Linked DNA regions of Mus musculus: region 2 is linked to region 1. A link is a contact called in public Hi-C data. All regions are on one chromosome and are shown on one strand. The core of a region is the stretch at or near the end of the contact, and the rest is flanking DNA. Distances in the headings are between cores, read along the strand shown.

What was found. Hi-C and Micro-C count contacts between places; a contact is called where the count stands out from the background.
Region 2: a Hi-C map of cerebral cortex shows a contact between it and region 1, with 1.7 times the contacts expected there. The contact joins two enhancer-like sites. A contact is called at or near these places in 2 of 484 Hi-C or Micro-C datasets (the HL-1 cell line and cerebral cortex) and 2 of 115 datasets of contacts at active chromatin or transcription factors (embryonic basal ganglia and embryonic forebrain).

What each region holds. Positions count from the first base shown.
Region 1 is chr11:107,653,283-107,659,487 of GRCm38.p6, forward strand. Helz (helicase with zinc finger domain) reads left to right here. Exons shown (of 33, transcript NM_001368755.1): 24 at 2,762-2,966. Among named protein-coding and RNA genes, the nearest start is that of Mir6932, 19 kb to the left of the region's middle. Within about 2 kb of position 2,434, at least 5 of the 459 cell types and tissues checked have an H3K27ac peak or open chromatin away from gene starts, as enhancers often do. A contact at or near this core is called in cerebral cortex, where this site is marked.
Region 2 is chr11:107,809,317-107,815,521 of GRCm38.p6, forward strand. No RefSeq gene overlaps it. Among named protein-coding and RNA genes, the nearest start is that of Cacng4, 18 kb to the left of the region's middle. Within about 2 kb of position 3,890, at least 22 of the 459 cell types and tissues checked have an H3K27ac peak or open chromatin away from gene starts, as enhancers often do. A contact at or near this core is called in cerebral cortex, where this site is marked.

The DNA.
Region 1 (6,205 bases), core at 1,184-3,683:
TGTGCATGTACACATACAAACTTGCACACACTCAGGAACACACAGTCAGAAGTGTAATACACTTGTAAGAGCTTTTATGGAGAGGACAACCTAATTTCTTTTCAGCTTTAAAACTAAAACTTTTGGGATAGGCAAGATGGCTCAGCAGGTCAAGGCCTTTGCCACATAAACCTAGAAGGGGGAACCATTGTCCTCTGGCTTCCACATACGTGTCATAGAATGTGCTCCTCTGAAACAAACAAAACAAAACAACAAACAACAAACCCCAGATTGGTTTTGTAAGAAATAGTGCATGCTTACCTAGGCTGCATGAGGCCCTGGGTGCCTCTCCAGTACCCTTCTCTCTCTGTTTTTCTCTGAAAGTTTAGAAGAAATTTCATGAGAACTGTAATAAGGAATGTTAGTAATGCTGTCTCCTCCACGCTGTACATGTGGAAGCCAGCACAAGGAGAGACATGACAGATGTCTCTGCACTGCAGCAAGGGTCCCAGCCTCGGCTGTTTGCCCTGTCAGTACATGCACGCTCTCTCTCTCTGAAAGCTAGATTCTTTTTTACGGTTGTCTTGTTTTGCCTACTTTTCAAACTATATTTTACATAATTTATTTAGCTCTTATCACTTAGTTGGTGATATAAGTTGTGTTTATGACAAGCATTTCTAAGAGAAAAATATATGAGTAGCTGGTTATTTTTCAGAATCCTCATGCAGATTATTTTCTTCATGACTCCATTTTATATTCTGATTTGGTTTTATTAATCTAGCATATCCAGGTTCGTGTGTGTGTGTGTGTGTGTGTGTGTGTGTGTATGTATGCACACGTGTGTGTGCACATGTGTATGCATGTTTGTGGAAGTCTATGAGAAAATACCTTCCTCACTTTACACCTTATTATTTATGTGTCAATATGTATGTGCCATTTGTATGTGGAGCCTACGGAGGCGAGAAGCCAGGTCCCGGGAGCTGGAGTTGAAAGCCCTTGTGCCATCTGATGTGGGTGTTAGAAGCTAAGGTTGGGTCAAGCGCTCTTCCACCCATCCCACCTTATTTTTTTGAGATGGGTGTGTCTCATTGAACCTGGGGCGCACCAGCTCCACAGATCCCCGTGGGTTACAGGCTCCACCCCAGCCTTTATTTGTATGGGCGTTGTAGTTCAGAACTCAAGTCTTCATGCTATGCAGCAAGCATTTTACCAACTGAGTCCTCTCTTTAGCCGCATACAAGGTTCCTTCTAATCTGTAGTTCATAGTAATATGCATATATATTTTAATTCTCTATGTATGTAGTATATAGATACAGTCCATTTGTTATTTACTGATGAGTTCTGAGAAAGGCAGTTTTGAGTGCTGTCACCATCAAAGCAAATACCAGGAAGGACAGCCATGATACTGTTTGGCAGAAATCATCACTTTATGTATGCAGTGTGGTATGACTAATTGTTATGCAGAGTGTCACTCTTTATAGATGTGAGTATGTGCATGTATCATTACAAGTATATAAACATGTATGCATATGTGTGTGTAAGACTAGAAGTACAGATTTTCTATAAATTGAGCTACTCTCAGTTTTGAAAACCTCATTACATGGTTCATAAATACATGGTTCATAAATACATGGTTCATAAATACATGGTTCTGTATTAGTGTTGTGAGGCAAAGTTTCTTATGGTCTTGTTGTATATAGTATGCTCCTAGGCTATCTACACTTTTGTCATTGAGAAAGATTCTATCTACACTGTACTTAGATAAATATTAGCCTTAAAGATTTGAGGTAGGATGAAGTGGAAACTTAAAGGGTTCTTTGGAGAGTCTGTTGTGTTGGATGGTGTTTTGTTGGGGCAAACGTGTGAAGGAATGTTGTCCTAAAGTGGACACAGGTGAAAGACTAACTCGTGAAGGAACATTTTATTGAAGCAGACACAGGTGAAAGGATGTTCTGTTAGAGTATGCATCTGAAAAGACACATGATGAAGGATTTTTTGTTAATAACATGTATGTATAGGTCTGTCTTATATTGTGTAGTTGAGCTGCATTTGTCTGGATTCCATTAGAGAGAAACACACCAAAAATCTCCTGTGGTGTGCTGTAGTTTTTTTGTCGCTTTTTTGGACTCAAGCTGATTGGCACAGTGATGTCACTGAATCAGACACACGTGCCGAGGCAAGACCCATAGAGGATACGGGACGTTTAGAGGGTAGAGATAGGACTCGACAGACAGTGACGGAGTCAGAACTAGGTTTACTTAGAGAACTAGCTGTATAACACTTGTGGGTCTTGTGTCTTTGTTGATCATTGTTTCTATGAGAGAGGCACAGGCAAGAACTTGCCCTGGTGTCCCTCCTGGTCCCTCCTGCTGACTCGAGCCGAGGCTGAGGCCCGGCTGTCCCTGCTAGGCAGTGCCACCGCTGTGGATTCCTGCTTGCTATCCAGACTCTACCACACTAGCCTGCTGGTGCATCCAAAAGTGTTTGTGAGTGGATAGAGCTGCTGCAAACCTGTGAACTGAACTGCTGATTTTCAGACAACACAGATGGCAGTTTCTAAACAGGTCCTCTTCCCCCATATCCTTTCTTTTCCACTATCTCTGATGGGTGATGGGCTACAAGGGAGATAAAAATATTTAAGAACCATCAAAAATAGGTTTTAAAAACAATTAGTTACTGTTGGTATCCAACGTGGGGCAGTGGGCAGAATTTGAACTTATCTTTAGTTACTTCCATTCATCCACTGGTACTTGTAACCTGAATTTCTGAATCTTTCCCGCAGAAAGTTTTGGGAGCGGTTTATTGCCCTGTGTCATGAAAACCACAGCTTGCACGGGATCACGTTCGAACAGATCAAGGCACAGTTAGAGGCTTTAGAACTCAAGAAGACTTACGTGTTGAATCCACTGGCTCCTGAGTTTATCCCCCGGGCTTTACGACTGCAGCATTCAGGAAACAGTAGCAGACAGCAGCAGTCACCACCCAAGGTAAAGGCCCTGCTTTACACTGGCTTGTTGTTAAAGTACTGGAATTAGGGTCACATTTGGTGGCCACAGCTGTATTTGCAAGGAACTTTGCTGAGACTTGGGTGCTGGGGACCATGCTTACTGTTCAGTCGTCCGCTCCAGCTGTGAGGTGGCTGACAACCTGCAGTACCTTTGCCTACCCTCCAGCACTCCTCCCTTGATAGGCGCGAGGCCGGCAGCAGATGTGAATACAACCACAGCGTAAAGGGTTATTACTAAAGATATTTATTAACTTGTGAGTGAGTGAGTGTGTGTGTGTGTGCGTGTGCGTATGCGTGCATGCCACACATCTATGCCATGCAGATATGAGGAAGGAGGTCAGAGGACAACTTGGGAGTCAGTTTTGTCTTTGAGCAAATTTCCTTCACCTACTGATTCACCTTACCATCCCCAGTGACACACTTAAAGCATGTTGATACAAACTCTTATGTACAGAAATTACATTTTAAAATAATTTTTCAATAAAGAAAAGCAACCGTTTCATTTCAAGTGGTATTTGGACATAGTTGAGACAACTTGCTGGATTCTTGAAGATAGAATGGTTCTGCGGTCTGGAAGCAGCCTGTTTAGAATGGGTAGAGCTGGGGGTAGGGGGAGGTCAAGGCCATTTTCAGTTTTGAGCTACAGTTATTTTGAGCAAAGACAGCTGGCTTGTTTACTCCAGTGCATGAAAAAAAATTCTTGCATTTAGCATCCTGAAAAGCAGATTCTGAAACTGGCATGTGTGGGATTCACTGCAGTCTGCTGATGACTTTATTGACTTTATAAAAAAAAAATTAAGCTTACTATCTGAATTTAAAGAGTATATTAGCATTGGTCTTCCAATATCTAACATGTGAGCAATAATGAATGGCTTAATATTGTGAAGATCTTTTTAGTTAAATAGGGGCTAAGCTCAAGAGGAGTGTTAATGCAGTCATATGTTCGTAGCTTAATTAAAACACGCTGTTTTCCTTCTGTGATTTGGTGTTGTTGGAGGGTAAAGCATTCTGCACTAATTAGTTGCTTCTGCCTGCCACGTGCTGGATGCTAGAAGCATAGATAACCAAGCTAGCACGAGTCCTTTTGAGGCAGATGTTGGATGGATGCTGTCAGGGTGGCGGAGCAGGAGATGGAGTCAGAGACACACAGTGGGCTTCTTGTTGAGGACATTACTGAGTGCATAGAGGCAGGAGGCTTGGAGAAAATGTAAACAAAACAAATAAGAACAATGAAGCCCAAGCTAGCTCAACTGGGCTGGGTTTTTCTTTTGTTAGTTATTGCCTGGAAGCCAATAACTAGCCTGGGCTACCTGACACCTCATCTGAGAAAAACACATTATTTTTAGGTCAGTAAGGACGCTCTGCATTATATGACTGTAGTGAGTACCTGGTACCACTGACTTACAAAGTGCTGAGGATATCTACATGACATACCATCTGAGAAAAGTGCATTTTTTATAAACTAGTGAGGAAGCTCTGCATTATGTGACTATAGCAAATGCCGGGTACCACTGACTTAAAAAGTGCCGAGGCTATCCTGTCTCACAGTTTAAGAGTCTTCAGCCTGTGACCGGTTGGCCCCTTGGATTGGGTCAGAAGCTGCCTGTCCTGCTGGGACCCACCACTTCATGGTTGGGAAGCAAAACTGAGCAGGAAGAGAGGGGACCAGGTCCCACAGATTTCCCCACGGCACGGCTTCTGCCTTGAAGCTCTCGCACTTGGCCCCTCCTCTTACAGGGCCCCTCACCTACTGAGGATCAAGTCTTTGGGGGGTGGGGCATTTCAGATCCAAACTATAGCAAGCTTTTACAAAGACTATGGGACACAAGAGATCAGGGGACATTTTTGTGGGGGACCACAGGAGCTTAGGGTATGTGAAAGTCCGGAATTCAAGGCTAGCAACAGCTAGAAGCACTTGGCACGCCAACATGATGACCTGAGATGGCTTTTCTGGGCTCACGATGGAGGGAAGAGGATAACCCCTAAACCCTCTCCCCTCCCCCATAACACACACCTAGACATACACAAATAGACAGACAGGCAGACAGACACCCATAACACACACCTAGACATACACAAATAGACAGACAGGCAGACAGACACCCATAACACACACCTAGACATACACAAATAGACAGACAGGCAGACAGACACCCATAACACACACATAGACATACACAAATAGACAGGCAGGCAGACAGATTTTATTTTATTTTTGAGATAGAATCTCACTGTGTATCACTGGAACTTGATATGTAAACTTGGTCTGTCTGCATCTGTCTCCTGAGTGTGCTGGGATTAGCATGGTTGTATGCTACCATGTCTGGCTCTCGCCAGTATTTTATTTTTTAATTGTGAGTCTATGTACACGTGTATGGGTTTGCACACATGAATACAGTGCCTGTGGAGACTAGAAGAGAGAGTCTGACCCCCTGGAACTGGAGTTCAACTGGCAGTTGTGAGCCACTGGACTTGGGTGCTGGGGACTGAACTCAGGCTCTTTGCAAGAACAGTGCATGTTCCCAACCATTGGGCTATCTCTCCTGTCCTCCAAATTAGTAAACATTTATTGAATGAATAAGAGGTGGGGGCACAGAATGAGTGATGAAAAAGGTAAAGACTTAAACAAATGAATGATAGCTGATACAAGTTACATTTCTTTATAGATATAACAGGTGGGAGCTGTATTTGCTTATAGAGATCCCACATTAGCATCTTAGCCACGGTGAGCCACATGCTGAGGTTTATTGTCAGATGAAATTAAGAATTATTATAGAGGGCTGGAGAGATGGCTCAGCGGTTAAGAGCACTGACTGCTCTTCCAGAGGTCCTGAGTTCAATTCCCAGCAACCACATGGTGGCTCACAACCATCTGTGATGGGATCAGACACCCTCTCCCAGAGTGTCTGAAGACAGCTACAGTGTACTTACATATAATAAATAAATAATTCTTTTAAAAAAAGAATTATTATAGAATAACTTCTGCACATAGTTGCTCTAGCTGGCTGTTACATTCAGATTTTGATTATAAAATACCAAACTGTATTTTACCCAAACCAAGCAAATCTGCTGCTTACAGTTAACCACTAAATCAAAGTATGGTGGGTCGCTGTATTCTTTGAGCTTCATTGAGTGTAGGATTAGACATAAAGACATGACACCTCTGTGTGTGACAGGACCTGGTTTGCTTTTGCCTTTAGTATATCACATTGCCAGAGT
Region 2 (6,205 bases), core at 2,640-5,139, 160 kb after region 1:
AGGGGAGAAGCCTTGGGGCCACCATAGGCTGACTTCAGCTTAGCTGACCTGCTGCAATCTCACCCAGAGCCATGGGGAGCCTCTGAAGGGTTTCTACCTGGGGACTGACATGTTTTGATCAACCTGACTAGAGATGCCAGCCAGAAGTTGAGCGTGTCAAAGATGATGGAGCCCAGTGGATCAAAATAAAGGTTTACTGAGATTTCACTGAAGGCCTGGGCTGAGAGGGGTCAGTTTGCTGGGGAGAGATGAGGGGAGCCACACACTTGACCCCCTCCTTTTTAAGAGTCTGTTCTTCATCTGCCCTCTGACTTCTCATACCAGCCTAGGTCTCCTAGGTACTGCCTGACCTGTTTCAGAGAAAGTGCCAGAACCACACAGACTGATCCTGCTGCCTCCATCCTGTGTCCTTTCCTCTTCCTTAAGGGATGGGGTACCAAGAAAAGGAGACCAGTAGGAAACAAAGTTGTGGCCACAGACGGAAGTATTGGGTCCACGTCCTTTTGTAAATTAAATGTAAACTGTAAAAATTGATTATTTAAGGGATAATCACCATTATTTTCTAATGGGAAAAAGGACTTTGAATGCCGTGATGGATTGCTGAGGCTGAGTGAGGAGAGGCGATTAATTAATTTTACGAGCCAAACATTGCCTCGGGCTGTGACATGCTGTTGCCAGCTCTGTGTGGCCCCACTTCTCCTGCCGGGATCTACCCTGAGGCAGTAGGTGAGTGGGAAGGTAGAGAAGGAGCTCTGGAAGGTGGAGGCCAGTTCTTATGAGCAAGTCCCTCTGCCCTCCCTAGGTCTGGCTGCTGCCCTGCCCCTCCTGTCTCAGGCCACCCAGGTTGCCTGGTTGTTGGAAAGGAGAATCACATTTTGTTTAAAACATACTCCACCCTGCACTGAGACATGCTTTCACTCAGGGCCTTCCAAAACCCAACTTCCCATTCCACAGACATGAAGCCTGAGGCCCAAGGGGATCAGGGGTTTCCCCCATACCTGTAGGTGGCAGAGTCAGGATTAATCCCAGATCTGGGAACTGAGGAGTTGGCTTAATAGGCAAAGTGATTGCATGCAAGAATAAAGACACTAGTTCTAACCCCAACATTTGTAAAGAAAAAAAAAAAAAAAGCCAGGCAGGGTGGCAATCACTTGTAGTCTCAACAGTGGGAAAGCAAAATAGGTAGCCCCTGGATAGACAGAGAGAGACCTCCTGAAGCTCAACGGGCAGCCAGCATAGAATACATGAGGGTTCCAGGCTAGTAAGGGACTCTGTCTCAAAAATAAAATAAAATTTAGTTTGAAAAAGGACAGCATGAGTCTTTCTCCATGTACACACACACACACACACACACAGACACACAGACACACACACAGACACACAGACACACACACATAGACACGCACACACACACACACACACCCACACCCACCCACACACACACACACACACACACACACACACGCAAGTACAATACTAACTCATCAAGAGCCCAACATTCCTATCTACTACTGGTCACCCAGGCTTTGCCCTATAGTCCCAAAGGTTCAGCTCTGACAAGTGATGAATGGGGTTGGGCCCACTAGTAGGGGCCGCTCTAGCTTGGTGTGACTGCTTTCAGAGGCAGAATTTTTCCAGTTACCTTCCGAGTGTCTGGCTCCCAATCACACTGGCTTCACACATCTCTAATGGCTGGGAAACTGGACTACGAAACAGACAAGGCACTGGCTGAGTCCTGGCTCTGGATCCGCACCTATCCCTGTCAGACCTCCTCTACTGTCTCCACCTGGTCCACACACACTCATTTTCATCTTCAATGCCAGGCCACCAAAGCACAAATGTCCCTGCACCAGAAGCCCCAACCTGCCTTGGTCCCAGCTGCAAATGCAGTATGAGTCACTTATAGGACTCTGAGCTCAACTAGGAGCCAAAGACCCCAGGAACCCCCAGGAGCATCAAGCAAATAGGAGACGATTCTAGATGATGTATGTATGGACCGGGAAACTCCAGAGAAGGAGGTCATGATCTGGTCTGGAAAGCCAAGGATACATCCCAGAGTAACAGTCATTTAGTAAAAGTCACATAAAGCATGGGCGAACCCCCTGGGCTAGGAGCACACAGCATACGTGCGGCCACAGCCACCAGAGTAGGGACAGACAGAAATCTTGTTTCTTTGGCTCCAGGGTGGCAGGAAGGGCAGAGCCAAGGCCTGATCAGAGAGAACTAATGGTTTAAGTGGCAAGGGTGTCCCCATCCTTTCTTGGAAGCCAGTGTGTGCCATGGAAGTGGCTTAAAGGCAAGAGATGGGGCTGGGGATGGAACACAGTTGGCAGAGTGCTCGGATAGCGTGCATGGGATCCTGAGGCACATAAACTAGGTGTGGTAGTACATGTGTGTAACTCCAGCACTTAGGAAATAGAAGCAGAAGTATTAAGAGTTCAAGATCATTTTTGGTGGTATAGAGGTTCAAGACTAGCCTGGGGCATATAAGGACCCTCCCCCTTTAAAAAATGCCAAGGGCAAGGGATTGAGGGATGTGCCTGGATCTCTTCAAAAAGAAGTGGCTGTGTGAAGCTGGGGTGTAAGGGCCTTTGAGGGGACCCTGGGACTGAGAGCAGAAGAAAGATCTGCTAGGCCCAGGGCAGAGGCTGGGAGGGAGGGGAGAGAGTGGAAGGTGGCCGTGGGAGCTTTTCTCTGACTTTCATGAGAGCCAAGCTATCAGGAATAGAGGTGAAAGCCCCACTCATGCTCCAGAGCTTGCCCTGTGCCTTTCACAATCAGCGGTGACCCTTTATGGCTGCTGTCCTCAGAACTGAGCAAGCCACACCTTTCTGACACTTGTGTGACACTTGTGTCCTGTGACTGGCACTTAGGAAGCTGGCATTTAATTAACTGAACACATCAGCCAAGGAAGCCACTGCTTCCAGAATGAAGGCTGAACTCGTTTGAACTCTCCAGCTGTGGTAGAAGAAAGACCCCACTCCGGCAGTCCCTAGGCAGGAGTGGAGGTGGTGGTGCCGTGCAGCAGGGGCTGGTCCTGGAGTCTCTAACTGTGCCTTTGATATGTCTCTCAATGAGCAATGGTATGAGGATCTTTAAAGAGGGGGACATAGCCACTTGTAAGAGGACAGATTTCTGTCTCCTCCACCCTCCCTCTTCCAGTGGGGTTGACAATAATGAATGTTCTGTGAGCAGAGCTCCTCTGAAGGGAGCTGGTTGTCTTTAATTTTCATTTTACTGGGCCCTATAATTCTTCATTACCCCTTGCTTTACAACCCTGGGAGACTTTGGCTCTGAGCTGCCCCTTAACAGGCAGGCCGTGTAATTCACCCGACAATCATTCATTTGCCAGCAGGATGAACCGTGCCTTGTGTCATGAAGGAAGTGCTCAGGCTCTTTTCTTGTCACTCCCCTGTCCCCATCCAAGACAGGTGTGTCAATCTCAGAGCTGTAGCAAGCCTGTTCCCCTCCCTGAAGACAGATGGGAACAGAAGGCCTCAAAGGAGTTTCGGAGATGATCCAAAGTCAAGGCCACCTACCTTTCCATGTTCCCGAACAAATGAAATGGCTGGGGAGGGGAACATGCTTTAAGATGGCTCCCTGGTGGCCAGTGGCTTGGAAAAATATATATAATCAGGAGAAGTGACCCAGCTATGGCTCCACGTGGGCAGGGTGCTCTCCTCCCCTAAGCTGGCCGGGCAGAGTTCCAGAAAGCTAGGGTGCTGGGCGGCTTTTCAAAGACTCGGGTCATCTCAGCTCTCCCTCCTCTGCAAAGATACAGAACAGAACGCCAGCGCCTCCGGCAGCTGCCTCCCCAGGTTCCCAAATGCCTGGCCTCATTCATTCTCTCACTCATTCACTCTCTTACTCTACACGCATTTATCACGTCCTCCCAGCCGCGTGGCAGGCACCGGGGACATCGAGATGAATAACGCTCGCTCGCAACGCTGTTGTCAAGGAATTGGCTCTCTGGGAAGGGAGGAAATAAAATACAAGCTCAGAAGAGAGTAAAGGCGCTCAGAGCCACCTAGGAAAGAGCCAGGTAGATTGGAGGTGGGTGAGGAGGGGCCAGGAAAGGCTGGGGGCGGGGTCTCCTCTGTGAGGGTGGGATGGGCACACAGAGGATCCTGAGAATCAGCAGCCTGAATGGCTGGAGTGGAGATCAAGGGGAGGAAAGGCTGGGCCTGGTGAGTCAGCTCACGAGGCTGGCAGCCTAGCTAAGCAATTTAGATTTTTATTTTGGAAGCACTAGGGAGCCAAGGCAAGCCTGAAGCCCCAAAAGAGACACCAGCTAATGTACGATGTTTGCATTTTAGCAAATTTCCCCCACCTCCCCCTGCTTGTGATGGAGAGGGGTAGGAACAGGAAGTGAGTGAGGTTGGTCAGGATGGGTAAGAGGCTGATTTATGAGGTGGGCAGTGATCATGGGGTGCAGAGGGGAAGACCAAAAAGACATGTCTGGCTCTCAATGACCGATAGACATGGAGGGGTCTGAGGACAGATTCTGTGCTGGCTAGTTTTATGTCAACTAGATACAAGCTATAGTCATTTGAGAGGAGGAGACCTCCGTTGTGAAAATTCCTCCATAAGATCCAGCTGTGTAGGCAACCTTGTAGAGCATTTTTTAAATTAGTGACTGATGGAGGAGGGCCCAGCCCATTGTGGGTGGTGCCGTCCCTTTGGCTGGTGGTTCTAGTTTCTGTAAGAGGCAGGCTGAGCAAGCCATGAGGAGCAAGCCAGTAAGCAGTTCTCCTCCATGACTTCTGTATCAGCTCCTGGTCCAGGTTTCTGCCCTGTTTGAGTTCCTGTCCTGACTTCCTTAGATGATGAACAGTGTTGTGGAAGTCTAAGCCAAATAAACCCTTCCCTCCTGGAGCTGTTTTTGGTTACAGTGTTTCATCACAGCTGTAGAAAAGTAACTAAGATGTGGCTATGTGAACTAGTGTACTGCCCTGTCTGCATCTTTCAGCCCCTGGTACCCACACTGACTTGAGCTATGAAAGCATTTGAATATTTCCCACACTGGGAAGTCTAGAGCTAGCTTAAAATCTTAAAGACCAAAGACCTGGTTTTTATTTTGCTCAACCGTCCCCAGAGTACTGGCTCTTTACCTCATGGTTGCAAAATGGTTGCTGAAGCACTAGTCATATTTGTGGCATCGAAGACAAGAAAAATGAGGTAGAGGTGGCCATATTTGTCTCTATTTTCTTTAATCAAGGTGAAAAATTGGTTACCCCTATCTATATGGAGACTCAGAAAGTGAGGGCATTTGTTTGTTTGTTTGTTTGTTGTTTCTTTGTTTGCTTTGTTTTTGTTTTTTTTTTAAAGATGAAATCTCACTATGTAGCCCAGGCTGACTTTAAACTCAGATTCCTGTTGACACAACCTCTCCAGAGTGCTAGAATTGTGGGCGTAGCACTACACTGGCTATGGAAAATGAGTCTTTTGCCTTTAACTGTGCCAACTAGGGGAGGCTAGGGAGACAGAAACCCATCAGCTAAGATGGATGAGCTAAGGGGAAAAGCCAGGAGAGCCCTAATCCTGGGACAATAGCAATGCTCTGCCCGTGTGTGTGTGTGTGTGTGTGTGTGTGTGTGTGTGTGTGTGTGGTGGGAAGTGCGTGTAGCATGGAAGAAGCCTAAGCACCTGAGTGTGAACCAGCTGCTCTCCAAACTGGCTCTTGCTCTTCCACAGGCTCTCTGAGCTGAACCTTGGCTCCTTTGCCAGCTGGTTCTGGATCTTATAGCCAGTGGGAGGCTCTTACAGGAAGCTTATAGGCTGGTGTCTCTTGCCTACATCTGTCTCCAGTGCCTGAGTCTTTTTTACAAGCTCCAGTTCCCACTAGTGATGGCTCCAGCTTCCTCTGCCCTTTCAGAGAAGGAAGCATAATATGGCTTCCTGGAAGTTCTCCACTCTGGGTAGCCTGGCCACTTCCTCATTGTGAACCAAGACCCTAGATTAAACTCTTCGCTGGAAGCACTCAGGTTTCAGCCTTCTAGACAGAGCCCTCACAGACCCATTGCCTTTGAGCTGGATGGTGCTCTGTTCCTTAGAGAAGCAGAGCCCATCAAGTGCACTTATGTTGCAAAGGGGAAGTTATTAGATTGGCTTATACAGCAGAGGTAGGGCAGTTCAAGCAATGGCTGTCTGCATGCTGGAGAGACTGAGAATCTGGTGACTGCTCAATCCATGAGTCCTGATCTGG